Linked DNA regions of Rattus norvegicus: all the other regions are linked to region 3. The links are chromatin contacts, called in public Hi-C maps. All regions are on one chromosome and are shown on one strand. The core of a region is the stretch at or near the end of the contact, and the rest is flanking DNA. Distances in the headings are between cores, read along the strand shown. Region 1 overlaps LOC134485824 (a long non-coding RNA gene). Region 2 has its middle 240 kb from the start of Enc1. Region 3 holds the start of Enc1 (ectodermal-neural cortex 1).

Evidence for each region. Hi-C and Micro-C count contacts between places; a contact is called where the count stands out from the background.
Region 1: a contact with region 3 is called in a Hi-C map of liver, with 4 times the contacts expected there. The contact joins the enhancer-like site here to the promoter of Enc1 in region 3. A contact is called at or near these places in 7 of 12 Hi-C or Micro-C datasets (the A7r5 cell line, frontal cortex, hepatocytes and 4 more) and 1 of 1 datasets of contacts at active chromatin or transcription factors (oligodendrocytes).
Region 2: a contact with region 3 is called in a Hi-C map of liver, with 5 times the contacts expected there. The contact joins the enhancer-like site here to the promoter of Enc1 in region 3. A contact is called at or near these places in 2 of 12 Hi-C or Micro-C datasets (the A7r5 cell line and liver).

Annotation. Positions count from the first base shown.
Region 1 is chr2:30,500,399-30,503,809 of GRCr8, forward strand. The region is part of intron 1 of LOC134485824 (a long non-coding RNA gene); the gene reads left to right. Among named protein-coding and RNA genes, the nearest start is that of Enc1, 220 kb to the left of the region's middle. Within about 2 kb of position 1,398, at least 14 of the 93 cell types and tissues checked have an H3K27ac peak or open chromatin away from gene starts, as enhancers often do. A contact at or near this core is called in liver, where this site is marked.
Region 2 is chr2:30,519,808-30,523,412 of GRCr8, forward strand. No RefSeq gene overlaps it. Among named protein-coding and RNA genes, the nearest start is that of Enc1, 240 kb to the left of the region's middle. Within about 2 kb of position 1,279, at least 1 of the 93 cell types and tissues checked has an H3K27ac peak or open chromatin away from gene starts, as enhancers often do. A contact at or near this core is called in liver, where this site is marked.
Region 3 is chr2:30,283,190-30,286,583 of GRCr8, forward strand. It overlaps Enc1 (ectodermal-neural cortex 1), which reads left to right and starts at 2,085. Exons shown (of 3, transcript NM_001003401.2): 1 at 2,085-2,369.

The DNA of each region.
Region 1 (3,411 bases), core at 148-2,647, 220 kb after region 3:
CCGGTTGTCCTGGAACTTGCTCTGTAGACCAGGCTGGCCTGGAACTCAGAGATCTGCCTGCTTCTGCCTCCCCAGTGCTGGGATTAAAGGCGTATGCCACGCCCAGCTAAGGCATTCTGAAGACTTCGGTTTTTTTTGGCACCAGCATTCTTTTTGGGATATTACGGTAGCGTCAGAATGGAGAGTGAATTTAAGGGGAGGAAAATGGGAGGGCACAGAGGTGGCCAGCTGAGAGATACCTTTGCTAGTGTATGACAACTGTCTGCATGCTGAGTGCCTGGCCCACATCAGCTCATCTGGTGACAGTCCTGTTTGTAGAGACTGACCTTGGGAGGTTGTTGTAAGCATTGTGTAGTTCCTGCAGTGAGCTTCTGGGGGAGAGGCCCGGACCTTGTACCCTACTAAAGTCAAGTACTTGGGAAGCGAGAACACTGAGGAGGTGGAAAAAGAGGCAGAGAAGTCACCTCAGTAAAACCAGAGACGGCGGCAGCACGGAGGACTGCCATGTCGGACTATCAGGGGCTGCTGTGGGGGAGGCTCAGTGGTCAGGAAACAAGCCAGCATTGCCGTGGCTGGATTAGGGACAGGGTTCGGTGGGCAGCCAGGCCACTAGAAAGTTGGTGAGAAAGTGAAGCGGGTGGTGACTGCCCACAGTTCAGAAGGCAGCAGAGTGATGGGCCGTTTCTCTTTCTTTCCCAGAAGAAGGACCTGAAGATTCTTTCAATCACTCAGCCAATGTTTATCAGTGTCTACTAAGAGCTAAGTGCAGAGGGGCGGGAGATGAAAGGCGCTCCCTGTGCTGGGAAAGAGCTCTCAGTCTGGGAGCTTGCAAAGGAGGGGGGTGGGGGGACACCGAGCCAACACTGTGTGTTAAGAGCCTTGTGGGAGGGGAGGCCACAGTTCTTGTCACACAAGAGGGAGCTTATTGAGGTTTTCTGGAGGGCTAATTAGGCATTCACCAGGCGAATCAGGAAGGAGCTGCCATCTAGGCCTAGAGAACAGGGCCTCAGAGGGATGGAGCCGGGAAACACGAGGAATGGTGTTGAGGCAGGAGGCGGCTGGGAGTCAGCGGGCCTAGGGGAAACCTCCAGTATGACCGGTTCATAGGGAGTTTCTAAACCATGGACTGGAAAGCTGAGGGCAACGAAGAGCAGCAGAGGCATGATGGAGACTGGAATATGAGGTTCCGAGGGAGGGAGAAAGGTTGGCTTTGGGTTTCCTGGCAGGGTCGGGGGCTGAGGCCATCTGCCAGCGTATAGAGGGTTGCCATATTGTCATTATTTGAGATTCACAAAGACTTTCATCAGCCGTGTAACCGACTCTCACTGACACCCCTACATCTGTTGATCTGCTTTTAAATGCGGTGCGATCTTCCCTCCCAGTATCTGCAACAGCGATGTAAGCACCAGGCGTGACAGGCCTGGACAGGAGCCAAGGAGTATTGATTACACACTGTCTGTCCTCCAGTCGAAACTTGTTTATGTTCCAGAGTCAAACATCACCCAAACGGGAAGGGTTCTTTGTGGAACTCCAATCACGGGTTTTCCAGGAAGCAAAACCAGAAATTGGTTTTGCCCTCATCAGTGTGTATTTAAAAGGGAGTCTCTGGCCTCTTTTTAAATATCAAAGACAAGAGCGATAGAGAAGATAGCGAGTAGCATCTTCTGGCACAAAGTACTCAGATCCGAACTCCAGAGGCCATACATAGTGTGCACTGGTTTGTAGCATTGCTAACCCTTAACCTTGGGTAAAGGATCTCCTAGGTTCCGGCTAGGATGATGAACCCTAGAGAAGAACCTAGACTTTTGACATATAAGTGTTTTAAGTTTAAAGTTTGAATACATATGCGAGTGAGTGTGGTATATATGAGGCATATATTCACTCGGTGGGTACTTATGTGTGTGTGTGCACAGAGGCCCGAGGATGATGCTGGTTGCTCAGTCCTGGCAATCTCTACCTTACTCCCTTGAGGTCTCTCCTGGAACCTTGAGGCAGCTTGTATCCTGCAAGTCTCTGTAATCCCTCTGTCTCCATGCTCCACAGTACTGACATGACAGGTATGTGGGGTCAAGCTCAGCTTTTTGTTAGGGTGCTGGGATCCTAACCCAGGCCCTCGCTTGAGAAGCTGACACTCTTTACCCGCTGAGCTGTCTCCCTCGTCACATCTCCTTTTAGGCCCAAAAAAGCAGTTTCCAACAGTAATTCTGAATTCTTTCCTCTGTGTAGCTCACATAGTGAAATTGGCTAGTGTGAATTAGTGTGTTGGTGACAATCTGTGTCAGCCAAAGGACCCACTAGTATCTACTGAGAAGAAAGATGGGCCAGAATATGAAAAAAAAATCAACACACAGGGAGTGAGGGGGGAAAAGCAGAAATTGCAAAGAGAATAGATTTTGTAGAAGGTGGTTGAGTGTTGGGCTGGTTTTCTTCATGCTGGTTTTATTATGTAACCTAGATGATTTTTAACAAGGGTTTGAATGGAATATAATTTATTCCATTTACACACACACACACACACACACACACAGAGAGAGAGAGAGAGAGAGAGAGAGAGAGATGACAGAAGAACAGTATGACTTATTCACATAGAGAATTTTTAGTCTTGTAAGGAGTTGACAGGATAAAATACTGCCCCTGACACCTCTGTCTCTCACTACTGCCCCAAAGATCTCCAGGCCCTGTCACCTTACAAGAATCTTGAAGATAGAGTTTGTTATCTGGATGGGCCAGTGCAATCACAGAGGAAGATCCAGGTAGGAATGTTAGGACAGGAGAGAGGTAGAAGCTGGGTTAGGACAGAAGCAGAGGTCACTGTGATATTAATCCTGGAAGGAAACCAGAGCCAAAGGAACCAGGCAACAAGCAACTGGAGAGGGCAGGAACCAGGCTCTGTGGAAGTCTCCAGAAGAAATGCAGGGCTTCCGACTACCCAACTTTAGCCCCCAGTACCCACTCTGGCCGTCTGACCTCCCTTTGTTAAAGTTACATTGTTTCAAGCCATTGTTCTGAGCTATTCGTTACACCAACAAGAGCAAACAAATGTAAACCTAGTGAGTGGTCCTGATCGCTTGAATTTTATATTCTTCCTGCATTCCAGACGTGCTCTTAAGTTTCCTATGTGATAATTCACTTCAAATGTTCTTTTGTAAGCCGTGTCTCTATGTATGTGCTGTGTGCACATGCGCGCACATCTGTGCATGTGTGTGCATGCGTGTGTGCGTGCGTGTGTGCGTGTGTATCAGTCTGTCTGTCTGTCTGCCTGGGTTTGTTGGGAGGTCCTGAAACCCAGGGTCTTACACAGGCCAGGCAAGAGCTTCACCACTGAGCTCCACCTTGTCGCACTCTTGCTTTCAGTCCCTCATCTCTTTATTAGACCTGAGTCCCCTGAGGGGAAGAATGGCCTTATTCTAG
Region 2 (3,605 bases), core at 29-2,528, 240 kb after region 3:
TCGGGGTGATTATCTTTGGATCACGCCTCCCAACAAGATTTTAGTCACTGGTTTGTTAAAATTTTGGGAGATATTTTATGTACATATATTTACAAGAATAATTTATACGGGCTTGTCCCTGGTTCTTATTCGCAAATTACCATCCAAATGAGACTTCTCAAAATGAGCTATTTTATGTCTTGCAGATGAATAATTAAAAATGTATATTAAAGTCGAATGAATGTGATGAGCCCGTCTTTGAGGCTGCCAGTAAAACATAGCCCCCTTTGTTTTATGGGAGATTGTATTTCATACAAGGAAGATCAATCCATCCCAGGGCCCTTAAGGCTTTATTAATAGTCAGATAGCCTACTTCATTAATTTGAGCAGTGTCAAGGTTTGCCCTTGACAACAACAACAAAAGAAAGAAAGAAGAGACATAGTTATCACATCTCATGTTTGTTACTTAACGTTTTTCTCGATCATTATTTACATGATTACTTGATAACAATGTCAACAGTAGACCAGGTAGAGTCAGGAGTAAGAATTTTCTGGAAATCGTCTTTGTACAGATTTAAGAACTCTCACGCTTGTGTCAGGCTGAGCCTGCTCTCCTAAATCTTTTACTGTTGACAGCTTTTCTCTCCCTCAGCGGCCAGCTCTTGCAAGCTGGCTGGCTCCCGTCTTGTGGCAGTGAGGTGGGCTGTCCGCTCCTCACTTTGTCCTTACAGGTTGCAAAAGGAGAAGAGGGGATGGGGTGTAGGAGGGTGAGTATGAGAGAGTCTGCCGTCAGCCTTCCAAGTTTTGCAGGGGCAGACAGCTACTGAGCTATAACAACAATTCCGAGGCAAGCGACAGTGACCAAGAGGATGGGTCACATTTGTGAGGCAGCATGAACTGGAGGACAACTGAACCGAGCAGCGTCCATTGCACACGTCAAAAAAAAAAAAAAAAAAAAAAGACATAAAGTGACACAGAGATGGGAAAACTATATTGTAAGAACCGCAGCTCCTCCACCTTTTATGTATTCTGTAGCAAGGGATCTCTAGACTGTGACTGTCCCTCGTTGCCCCTGCTTTATCTTTCTTGTTCACCTTTGTCCTAATTCTGTGCTAAAGCCAGAAAAGTCGCTTAGGGAGATTAACCAGGGGAGCTTATATGTCATCCACCTTTGGGAGAACTGAGATTTTTCGACGAAGGTATGAAGGATGTTGCAACGCTGGTCACGCTCTTGTGCGTGTCTGCCTATCTTTCCTTACCTGTGTGGGATCAGACACCATAAAAATGGAGACTTTGACATGTGATCACGTTAATTTTTAACTGCCATCTCTTGGCATTAGAGACCAAATCACTGAATAGAGATACGACTTAATATTCTATCCCCTGAGAGGAAGTAAGAGACTTGTAAAAGGCAATGCAGGTAAAGGTAAGAAAGGCAGGGAGAGGCCTTTTCTTACTCTGTCCTGTTCTGGGGGTATCAGGTCAGAAGGAGCCTGGCTGCCTGGTTAGGAAGAAGGGCATAATACACACAGAAGTGAGGACCAGAAAGACAGAACGCAGTAGGAAGCTATAAGGAGCAGATGAAGACCCGGACCGTGTAATATTGACATGAGCATGGCCATGTCAGGGATCCCAATGTCCCAGACCCATGGGAATGACAAGGCCTTCCCTGGATCTGGCTCATGAATGGCAAAGCCATCCCATTTGAAGACTACTGATGTTGGCAGTGTGTTCAGAATGCACCAAGTACAGCTTCCTCTCCTGGGTACCAGCAACCTGAGAGACTGCTCCCCCATAGCGACTAGCTGGCCTATATCCTCATCATTCATGTTGCAGACATGCTGAGTTCCCAGGGTGTTACTGGTGTCTGTCCATGCCAGTACATGGCCCACCTGAGCCCAGCTTTTCCGTAAGCATGTCTGTCATTTCGCCATGCCTCGTTGTCCAAGGTAGGTCAAAGTTGTTAGACAGATCACGGTAGGATCATAGAAGGAAAGGAGAATGATCTTGTTTGCCAAATAAAGCATCTGTAAAGTGGACAGCGCTTGACGTTTATGTCTTAACTGAGGCAGTCTTTGCTGTGATCCCTGCTTTCCAGGAACCTCCGTTTCAAAGAATAGCAACCACCACCACTGCAAGATGCAGAGAAAGGTCCTTTTCTACTGCATGCTGGCTCCTCATCCCATGCAGAGGAAAACTAAGTTGCTTTCGAAATTCCCTGGGCGTCACCTAAACACATTGTTCGACACAGACACAATTGTATGCTCTCTTGCTTCTTGTTTGAAAACTACTGATTTCCTGATCGGCCAGAGGAGCCTCTTGCAGCTTGGGAAGTTATTTCCACCTAACACTGTTAGTGTCATCTCTCTGATCAGTCCAGATGACTGAAAGAATCTGGATCAAATCCCTAAAGACCCCAAACAGCAGAGCGAATAGGAATGTATCCTGCCTTCAAGTCTGTGCAGCAACTTAACCAATGGTGGCTAAGACTCGGGCAACAGAAGGTCTGTAGGGAGCTAGAATGGTCGTTTGGTAGAAAGTCAGCAGCGGATGGCCTGTGGAAGACTGGAAGAAGAATCTGTTACATGGCTAAATTCTATACAGATAGGGATAATTGGGTTGCAGTGAGCATGCCAGTACTAGGGCTGACTCAAACGGCTACATTGTTGCCACCTGTCAAGTCCTGTGTAAAGTTTGACCACACCCCTGTCATCTTCAAGACACACCTATCATTTTTATTAAGCCCTTTGGAGAATCTTCAGGGTCTGCCACCTTATTCTCCCCTGACACCCCCCCCCCATGGGGTATAAGATTACAACCTGTTTACCTTTTCACAAAAGTCGACTCATTTTTTACTCGCCCTGACACACACTCCCACCCCCACCCCAGGATTTATCTGTTTCTTTTTTCCTTGAAAGACAAACATACTGGCTTTGAAACAGATGGCAGCGGAATTTGTAACGGTGGGAAAAATAAAACCCTCTAAAGTATAACAGGTTTATACCTTCCAAATATGCCATTTTGTAAGTTTTCATGGGTTCTTTTCTAGTCTCCATACAGTAGTTCTGTGGGCTATGTGGTCTCTTGTGACTCTAAGTATCCCCTTCCCGGTAACTTCAGCGTGGCCCTGGAGCTCCCCTGCCACTTTCTATAGAACCTCGGCACAGAAGCAAATCAGGAAAAGTAGTGACCAATGTTTGCCAAGGCAGGTAGGATGATTATGTTAGCATGTGTCAAGTCCCAGTAAACAGAAGCACTTGTTGAAACACCTAATGTAGGAGCTGGATGTAGTGGGAATTTTTGCTACCTCGCCTTAAACTCTAGGAATGGGCTGTGCTACCAGCCCCCACCCAGGTTCTCTCGGATCCATGGACGAAACACACACACACACACACACACACACACACACACACACACACACACACACAAATTTAGTTTTTAACCTGGCTTATGGCTCAACTGCTGGTCCTTTCTAATCTTCTGCCTGGGGAAACGGCCCAAGGCCGCTCAGCAGGAGATCTCACAAGGCTGGTCACCCTTTCTCCTTCGGAAGTATGGTAAAAAAAATCCCCTCTCTCTTGCATCTGCAAGCTTGTCTGCTGGACCAGAAGTCCCGCCTATTCTGC
Region 3 (3,394 bases), core at 835-3,334:
GTGTTAACTTCTTAATGGAACACTGCTCCACTGGAACACATTAAGTGTTAGTCCCCTAAACCAATGTATTTGTGCTTGACCCAATCCCAGACAGGTGAAAACAGAAAAGGAAGGGACCAGAAAGTGCAGTAGTCGGCCGTGGTGCCTCTCATACCTGGCCACAGAACATAGAAAGGTGTTTTTAAAAGACATGGAGACCCATTCCCATTTCCCCCTTGTGAGAATCTATCTCTGGTGAGAACTCCGTTTCCACCCGTTTGCTTTCTATTGGTTGTATCTTTCTCTCCTTGGGAACTAAATTGAGCCTGCCTGGCTCTTGCTGCCCCTGGCTCCTTGCCCCACCCCCACCCCCCACGGCACCTGGTTCTTACTTTGAATCCATTGAGCTTTTCCGGCTTTGTAAAGCAAAATGGAGCCAAGACGCTATCAAAAATTAAAATAGGAAACAGATTTGAAAAGGCTGTAGTGAGGCTGACGAGTTAATGCTAAGAAAGGACTTAAGAGGGCACTGTCTTTCTTTGCGATGAGCAACATTTATCAGCCTGGATAATGGGAGAGGAAGCCAGAAGGGGAGCTGGGATAAAGAACCGACCTTACTGGTTTCAGCAGGCTGTGCTCTCAGGAAGCGCCATGTGGAGCCTCCTGAGCCGGTTTAAACCTTTGTTACGCCTGGCGTTTTAAGAAAAGGAAGACTCGGGGCGCAGCGTTGGGGAAATGGAGAGGACAGGGTAAAGTCGATCTCCCGGGCCACTATTGAGGGTGTGCAGATCTCCAGACAGGCAATTCACATCGCCCAAGACTTTTCCTTGCTCACCTGTACGATAAGGGGTTGGGCCAATGATCTATACAGTTCGTCCCTACGTATCTCAAATGCGGAGTAAGAGCCAACTCAAAAGTGGCGTTTTAGCTCCCAGCCAAATGCCCTGGCACAAAGAGTCAGAAATGAGAGTCATAAACAGTTGTGGCTACATGAATTGATTTTTTTTTCGAATACTCTCGAGGCTTTACGGTGTGTGTGTGTGTGTGTGTGTGTGTGTGTGTGTGTGTGTGTGTGTGTGGTGGGGTACTATTTCTTGACTGAGCTCCAAAATCCACCAACCAACAAAACCCAAGAAAGGCCGAGTCTCGAGGTGACTGAGACGCCTTCCCTACCAGGAGGAGGCAGCGTGACTGCTCCTTGGAGGAGTTTGCTTTGAATCTAGCGGCCCTGGCGATTGGTTGCGAAACACGTGGGCCCGCAGGACCCAGCCGGGGTTGCTGTGGCTCCAGCTCCGAGCGAGGCAGAGTCCTGTCGCGGGTTCCTCACCAATTTGGGGTGGGGAAGGCAGACACCCGGCAAGAGCCTGGAGTAGAAGTCTGGCTTCTTGCCAGCAAGTAACCCAAAGTCCACTTGCTCGACCCGCAGTGTCCCCAAGGTCCAAACCAGGGCTTCTTCCCTTGCTCCAGCGGGAACGAGGCTCTGCCTGCGGTTGGGGGATCTAACCCAATGAGTGGCTGTGCTTGCCGGTGCGTGGGACCCCCGGCCTGGCCTTGACTATTCCACTGAGCATTCTTAGGTTCCCCGCACCCTTGAGCACAGGAAAGCTCCCAGGGCTGCTTTCCCCTGCAGTGGACGCCCCAGCCCCCGACCCAGCCTTGAATAGGGTTGACCCGGAGAGGCGAAGGTCCTCGGAGCCCCTCAAACTTATTTTCTTCGCGGTCCCCAGGGGCTGCAGCTGCCCGTAGCTGAGCTAGGGCGTCCGCTTTGTCTCCGTTCACTCCCCGCCCCACTTCCCTGGTTCCTCTCCGGCAAACTCCCCCCGACAGCCCCCACCTCCAGCCCCCAGCTCCTCCCGCTCCAGCCCGCAGCGTGGACGCGCTTCCTCCCTCCTCCCACTAGCGAGTCTCTTTGCATACGCGCCCCCTCCCGGGCGCAACTTATAGCCCGGCGCACGGTGGCCCGGCGCAGTCTGCTCCCGCAGCCTCAGAGCGGTCGGCGCGACGGAGGCGCTGCAGAGACCCAGAGCCGACGCCAGGCGGCCGCCAGCGCTCCCGCCGCAGCCCGGCTCCCTCCCACTGCGTGCAGCCCGCCTTCCTTAGCGGCGCGGCCGCCGCAGGCTCACTCTCCCCTGGCTAGGCGAGCGCCCGCAGACGCTTGGCCCGGCCGGGGCGCCAGGTCCGTAGCTGCTGATCGGGAGACCGAGATCAGCTGCCTGCCGGAGCCGGCCTGAGAGCCACTACCCGGGACGCCATCGCCTCCCTTCCCGGCGCTCTTTTCTCCCCGGCGATCGCCACCGCTTCCTGGAACAGAGACGCCTTTCTTCGGCTCCCTGCGGGTGACCGAGGCAAGAACCCCAGCCGGTTGTGTGCGGAGGCCAGTCGCCACTACTGTAAGTTTGCCCTGCAACCCCAAACCTGTTGCGGGCGCCCGGGTTTCGGGGGTTGGGAGGTCTGCCGCAGGGTGTGCTTGCGAGCACCGAGCCGGCGCCGGCCACCCTGGCTGTGGCTTAAGCCCAGGAGGTGCTCTCGAGGCAGAACTGTGGCTGGTGTGAGACAGCACTGGGAGAGCGACTTGCCTCTCCTCTGCAGTGTAACGCCCGGGCAAGTCTCGGTGTGTGCGAGGAGCCAGGTTGGGGGATGTTATTACCCCGGCTCCCAGCAGCCTTCAGGCAGCCCAGAGCGTGGGATCGGTTCCCCAGGGTGCCTCGTAGCCGGTTCCGGGGGACGGTGGGGGCCATGCCCAGACCTCCTCATGCGGGCACTTGACTTCAGCCAAATGAATGAAAACTGGTTCCTGAAAAACGAGTTTCCTCTCCTGCAAGCTTTTGCCTTTTAGAATGACATTAATTTCAAAGGCTAGGAATTGGTGGGCGGGGTGGAGATGAAACGGTGAACTTGGACTTGTAATTTGGTGTCGCCCTCACTGGCATGTCCAGCGTGTTAAATAGCGTTGCAAGTGTTGTAGGGGACTGTGGCGAAGAGCTATTTTTGTAAACATCTTTATAGTGTGGTTCCATTGTTGTCAATAATGTGAATGCTGGAGAACATCTGCCTGGTGTCTTTTCTCGTGGGATTGAGATCAAGCTTCAAACCAGGAGAGAGACGGAGGTGCTCCCAGTGTTGGAGGCAGACATCATGCGTGTGAACAGGAGTAAATGAGCCGAAGTTACTGAACTAGATGCCCTTTTGATGTTCACAGTAATAGTCTTTTTCTCTGCCTTCTTTGTAGATGCAAGTTAAGTATATATGTGCGTTTGGGGGACCATTTCCTTAGCATTCAGACTTATGTCTCTGGGGGCTTTAAAAAATGTTGGGAAGAACGATTCATTTTATGTTTAAGGTGTGTTTAGAAAAGGTATACATTATTTCTGTGGCTATTTTGATGTTTGCGTGCTTCTAAACCAGGGAGCACATT